Linked DNA regions of Sus scrofa: region 1 is linked to region 2. A link is a contact called in public Hi-C data. All regions are on one chromosome and are shown on one strand. Each heading gives the region's core, a stretch centred on a gene start, on an enhancer-like site or on the middle of the called end of the contact. The rest is flanking DNA. Distances are from core to core; before and after follow the strand shown.

The links. A called contact is a pair of places that touch in the nucleus more often than the background predicts.
Region 1: a Hi-C map of liver shows a contact between it and region 2, with 6 times the contacts expected there. The contact joins the promoter of RERE here to the enhancer-like site in region 2. A contact is called at or near these places in 1 of 5 promoter capture datasets (liver), 6 of 47 Hi-C or Micro-C datasets (embryonic fibroblasts, epiblast stem cells, liver and 2 more) and 1 of 2 datasets of contacts at active chromatin or transcription factors (skeletal muscle).

Annotation. Positions count from the first base shown.
Region 1 is chr6:69,257,228-69,260,481 of Sscrofa11.1, forward strand. RERE (arginine-glutamic acid dipeptide repeats protein) reads right to left here and starts at 1,628. Exons shown (of 24, transcript XM_021095277.1): 1 at 1,228-1,628.
Region 2 is chr6:69,222,429-69,225,956 of Sscrofa11.1, forward strand. All of the region lies in intron 1 of RERE (arginine-glutamic acid dipeptide repeats protein), which reads right to left. Among named protein-coding and RNA genes, the nearest start is that of RERE, 35 kb to the right of the region's middle. Within about 2 kb of position 1,668, at least 3 of the 83 cell types and tissues checked have an H3K27ac peak or open chromatin away from gene starts, as enhancers often do. A contact at or near this core is called in liver, where this site is marked.

The sequences.
Region 1 (3,254 bases), core at 378-2,877, 35 kb after region 2:
AAAAACAAACACAGGGCTTCTAACTACTGCTCCCATACTATTGTGAACTTGCTGTTAAGCCTCTGAAACGTCTGCCTTGTGTTATTTTACCAGGCAATGTAAATTTTCAGAAAGGCAATTGCCTCCTAGAGCCCAAATCTAACACACATAAAAATGTGGAGTTGGTTCTGCATCTGGAAATAATTGCCCACAGATCAGCAGGCTTACATGGGATATTGTTCCCGTCTGCGTGGTTTCAAATCATGTCTACTTTGGACCTAGAGTTCCTATGGAGGAAAAAAAGGGGGGGAGGTATCAGAATATAGTAATTTTGGCACATAATTTCAAGGACTTTGTCAACTCTGTTCTCCTCAACTTTCACTCACTGTATCTTAAAGTGCAAAGACACAGGCTTCAAAGGGGAAAATTCATCTATTGACCTCAGTGTTCATTCACATTTTTTTTTTTAATTTCCACATGGCTGAGAGTAAAACAAAGTAACCTATTAGAAGAGCTTCTCCCCAAGATTCACCCAAACAGCCCCAAGAAGAGCAGTGGCACCAGTGAGCCTGGAAGGGGAAAGGCTGAGAGTAAAACAAAGTAAGGGCTTCTTAGCAAACAGACGCGGTCAAGCAGGTCTCCCCAAGGCTTTAACCTGAGCCAGAGATCGGAGTAAACAGAGGGAGGGGGTGGGGAAGCCACCACCTCAAACCAAAAACTCGAAGTGATCTTCAAAACTATCTCTGCATTTTAGCTAATCTGGTAAAGTAAGTATTTTGATCCAAGAAACAAATTCTACGTCACTTAAGCAGCTCCAAATTACTTTACAATCAACTCCATCCAACTCACTTTATTTTTAAACTTAAATTTACTCCATAGTAAGCAATAAAGTTTTGGATCAAACAGCAGCTTTTAGACTATACACTGCTTCAGCTTTCCTTTTAAAGAAAACGCACACACCCATACACCCATACACACACGCACGCATACACACACACACACATACAAATACACACCTTAAAAAATAGTGTTTTCTCTGCCCTAAACATGTTTCTCATTTGGTTTAGTAAACTGGGATTTCTGGAGTTTGGGCAATTAAAAACAAAAAAACAACGAGGAAACCCAACAGAAATGCAAAATGGAACGCAGCAAATACCTATTCCTGATTCCTGGAAAGCCACCACTATTCTTAGTAATTCCCTAGTTGCTCATCTCTCTAGGGTCAGCTACTGCACTCCGTACACCCACCTCCGAGAGCCCCTGCGCCCACACTTGTCCAACTTCCTGGCCCGAGACCGCGTCCACCTCGCAGCAAGAGGGGCCGGCCACTTGCCTGCGGCCGGTCGGTCGCAGCAGGAGCTGAGCCCTCCGGCCTCCACCGCCGCCGCCGCCTCCTTCACCACCTCCTCCGGCGCATGGGCCCCCCGCAAACTCTGGCCCGCGGGCACCGACGGGACGGGCGGGAGCTCGGGGCGTGAAATGCACTTGCTAAACAAAAGGAGGCCCCGGCGGCCGCAGGGCAGCAAGGCGCGGGCGCCGGTCCCGGCGGCTCTGAGGCTGCAGGAGGCCGTGGCCGCGCCGGGCCCCGCCCGCGACTGGGGGAAGCGGCGGCCGCAGCTCGCACTCCTTCAGCCCCGGCGGCCGGGCCAACACTGCCACATGCCTGTGACCCAGACGCTGGGAGAGAAAGAGCAGCCTCCCCGCCGCGGCGGCGGCGGCGGCGGCGGCCGGCAAAACCCGGGCTGGAGCCTGGCCCACTCCGCGCGCGCCCCTGCCGGCCGCCACCGGGGGCGCGCGCGCACACACACACAAAGCCGAAGCAATTTTATCTGCGGCCCAGCTTGGCCAGCCTCCCCTCCTCCCCAGTCCTCCCTCCCCTCCCGACAGCCGGAACCGGGAGGCTGCTTGATTGATGGCAGCTCTTAAAAGCGTGGTCAGCTAGAAAATGCATCTGCAAGCAAGATATTAAAGAGGCAGCGCAGCCCCGTGAGTGATCAGCAGTTCACACATCCTAGAGCTGCCGCTGATTTCGCCAGGAATATTAATGCCAACCACCTCTGAAGTCTAACAAATGCAGATGAAATAACCAACAATCACAGACACGATGAACACGATTTGTTTCAAACGCACAAGAGAAAGAAGCATTGTTTGGTGTGGAACAAAATTTCTGACCTCAATTTGCCTTACAGTTTAAGAATGCTTTGTTAGTCATTTGTTTAAAAGTCTTCTCTCCAATCTTTTTTCCCCAAGAAAATAAGGACTCATCTGCTAGAACTGGGCTTGACTGAAATTCATCTAATAAGGAAGCACAATAAATACACATTCCTTGCCATGTAGCCTTAAGAAAACATATAACCCCATGGGCTACCAGATTCCAGACCCCTCATTAATTCCAATGTTATGTGCATCTAAATAGAATTACCAATAGTAAATTTCAAGTTAGTTTCTTCCATTCCCCTAATCTGGTAAATAGCGATGAACTTGCTAAGTTTTACAAAAATTAAACTACATTTAAACCATGCTATTTCCTAGTAGTAACAGTAATGATCATTTTGTCCTATCAAATAATATCATCTATAGCAAATTTTTAAAAATACATTCCTATGGAATATAAATTCAAAGTATTAAACTCAATGGCAACCCAAATTTGAAAGGTATAAGCTCAAAATTTAAATGATCGCTTTTGGTATCTTTAATATTACACCTTTTGCCTTCCAGGCACATTTCATGGAACTCTAAAATAGCTTTATGAATGTTACTGGACCTTCCAATAACATTATTAGGTACCCTTAACGATAGGTGAAGATTTAGATTAAAGTGATTTGCCCAAAGTCTCTCAAGGAGGGGGTGAGGGGATGGAGAGTAAGCATGGAACCTAGGGATCCCACCTCACTGGCATAGATAACCAACCTGACTTGTGCATTGGCTACTTCAACATCATTGTGCTAATTTGCTTTAAAGAAAACTGAAGTGATTCTACAGGAGATAGAAAGATCTCTGAAACTACTAATATAGCTCACATACTGAGAGCCAAAGCTAATGAGGCATGATGCCTTTGCCACCCTGAAAAGTGGCTGTGATCAATACAAGTCAGAGGTGGTCTACGGCTCACCTCTAAGTCTCTGCTCTAAGCTCCCTAAACACCACTCTTCAAGGAGACCATCCTGAGGGGACCTGCGGCTTAAAAATCTGCCTCGTAACCAAGTGGCTCTGAGACCCCTCCATCTATGCCAGAGATGAGGTCGGCCATAAAGCCAAGCTACAGAAGCCAGTCC
Region 2 (3,528 bases), core at 418-2,917:
ACCAAGCCCCTGATGTAAAAGGGGACAGAATTCTTAAACTCACTTCATCAAATCATGGCCACAGACAGAAAACTGAAAGATAAGAGAGACAGAAAAGATAAATATAAAACCTGAGCAAATGGATAAATAAAATATAGGGAGTTCCTACTGTGGCTCAGTAGGTTTAGATCCTGACATAGTTTCTGTAATGATGCGGGTTCAATCCCTGGCCTCACTCGGTGGGTTAAGGATCTGGTGTTGCCAAAAGCTGCATCGCTGGTCGCAGATTTGGCTCAGATCTGGCATTGCCATGGCACGGGCCAGCAGCTGCAGCTTCAATTTGACCCCTAGCCCAGGAACTTCCATATGCCACAGGTGTGGATATTAAAAAATACACACACATATGGGGAGAGAGAAAGAGTATATCCATACAATACAACATTATTCTGCAATAGAAAGAAATGAAAACTAATGTATTACAACATGGATAAACCTGAAAAGCGTTATATTAAAAACACCAGTCACAAAAGATCACATGTATTGTATGAACCCATTTACATTAAATGTCCAGAAAAGGCAAATCCATGGAAAGCAGGTTAGTGGCTGCCTGGGGGTAGGTGGTGGGTGGGGTGCTGTGGTTATGGGATTCATTTGGGGGTGATATAAATGTTCTAGAATTAATATGGTGATGTGTGCATATATCTGTGAAAATATTAAAAGCTATTAAACTGTACACTTTAAAGGGGTAAATTATGATATTCAAATTATATTTCAATAAAGCTGCTAAAACACACACAAACAGCAACATTACAAACTAATAAGAAAAGGCTCAAGCTTTGCTACGGCTAAAAAAGAAAGATGCATCCGGCTACAAAATTCTCAAGATGAGCTCTACCTCTGCAATTGAGAAAAACCACCCTTCTTGGAGCTGTAAAAGCATCCTTAACTAAACACATGGAAGGAGAAGTTTTATTTCATGTTAACACTGAAAACGAAAGAGAACCTTCTTTGGACCTCAGTAATCGTTGATATGCGGGAATACTTGGTCAGGCTTACTACCTCTGCACCACAAGTTCAAAAGCAGGTAAGTTGGACCAGGGTTCTTGGAGCTTGCACAGCTCCAAGAGTCAAAGTTAATTTGCAACCATAGCACATAAGCTCTCAGCGCTTGATGAAAGGAAATGACGGGGTGGATTTTACACTTAATGTAATTATCCTTCACACATACATGAAAAACCAAAAGCATTCATAATGACCTTCTGACCCATGGGTACAAATCACATCAAGGGTTGTTTTTAACCATAAAACTCACAGGAACAGTCCTTCTAAAAATACCCAGAATCTGAGTCTTACATGAGGGGAAAATTAGCCCTGACTAAAAGCTGAAGTCTGAGCCAAATGCCAGTGTGCCATTTTCTATGCCTGAGCTCTCTGACTGGGTGTGATTCTCTCTAGCTTGACCAAATGCATTGCCCTGCCATCTCCGTTAACCTGATGTCATTCTAAGAGAAAGGCAGGAGAGCCACGAGAATGATTCAGAACAAGATACCAACAACTAGAAAGTGATCGGCGGGGTGGGTCTACAGGGAGTCCCAGGGCCTGGACCCCAACACTTCAACACTGTGGCTGTAACACTGAGCTTTAAAGAAACACCAACGTCCAGAGCAGAGTCCCTGTCAATGCCACCATGAATTCTGCAAATATTTATTGAGCACCTACTAGGTGCCAAGTCCTGGCTGTCCCCTGAGCCACAGAGATACGCATGCCCAGAATACACCCAATCTCTAACCTCAGAGAGCTTTAGTAGGGGAGGGGGCAAGCAACAAACAAACAAGAAGATGTATATTAGTTGGTGATAAGTGTCATGGAGAAAAATGGAAGCTGGGCAAAAGGGAATGGGGTGGTGGTGGTGGTGATTTATTTTAGGTAATCACTGATAAGGGTCACTTGATAAGGCAGCAAGTTGTGCGGTTTTCTGGGGAGAGAGCCTTCCAGGCAGAGAGAAAAAAGCAAGTACAGGCCTGAGACAGAGGCACACTTGGAATATCCAAACAGCAAAAGGTGGCTGAAGCAGTGACAGCAAAGAAGAAAGACATAGCTGGGGTGGGGGTGGGGGGGCCCTGCACTGACTGAAATAAGAAACGAGGCATCGTAGGGTTTGACACAGAGAAGTAATGATCTGAGTTACATTTTAACAGGCTCCCTCTGGCTGCTGCAGGGTCAGGAAATTATTGCTTCAGGCTAGGTAGTGGCAGTGCAGGTGCTCAACAGAGGTCAGACTGTGGGTGGGTTCTGTGTGTAGAGCCATCAGAATCTGCCGTCAGACTGGATGTGATGTGAGACAAAATGGAGAGTCAAAGAGGAGGCCACGGTTTGGGCCTAAGTAACTGGAACAGCAAAGCTTCTCTTACTGATGGAAAGAGAAGGGAAACTGGGAATTCCGTTTGGAACATGTTACATTTGAGATGCTTAATAGATCACCAACCAGAAACATACGATGGATCCAAAGGTCAGAAAGCTCTGGGCTAGAGATTTAAATCTAGGAATCTATACCACACAAACCCTATACCAACAACCAGGAAACTGGATGGTATGGAAACAAACCTCAGGAGATGAAATATTCCAGGTATCAAGTGAAAACTCTGATGCAAATAAGCTATTACAGACAGGCCAAATAAATTGGTGAACTGGGGTGAAGATTCAGTGATAGGACAGTGGAAAGACTGTAGCAGGACCATGTTCTGAATATCCTAAAGTGACAATAACACACTGTTTTATTCAGAGAAGCCCTCAACATATGTAACAGTTGCCTATAGACAAATTACATATTAATAATGTTACCAAATGCTCCTTTTAATAAAATACAGGCTGCTTTCCACTTTAGGAAGACATATAAGACAGGACACCTCTCCAATGCCCCCTCCCTTCAAAGAGAAATAAAACAGCTATTCAAATGAAGACTTAATTGGCTCACTGGTGATGTTTAGTTGGTATCAAAATTTGAATCCTAAAGAAATGTTAAGGAGTTCCCTGGTGGCCTAGTGGCTAAGGATCTGGCATTGTCACTGCTATGACACGAGTTTGATTCCGGGTCCAGGAACATCCACATGTCATGGGCATGGTCAAAAAAAGTTGTTGAATCAAGTGTGTGTGTGTGCGCGCGCGCACACACACACACACACACACATTCTTTTCATTTTTTAAGGGCTGCACCTGCAGCAATATTGAAGTTCCCAGGCTAGGGGCTGAAACAGAGCTGCAGCTGCTGGCCACACCACAGCCACAACAACGTGGGATCCGAACAGCATCTGTGACCTACAATGCAGGCAACCAAGGATCCTTAACCCAAAGAGCGAGGCTAGGGATTGAACCCACATCCTCATGAATACTAGTTGGGTTCGTTAGAACTAAGCCACAACAGAAACTCCAAAAAAGCATACTGTTTTTAAATACTTGATATAAAAAGGTTTAACTGGACTCAAAATATATGTGCATTATCAAGAAAATTATGATTATATCTGTCAATGAACAAAAGGAGGAGGCTATGTA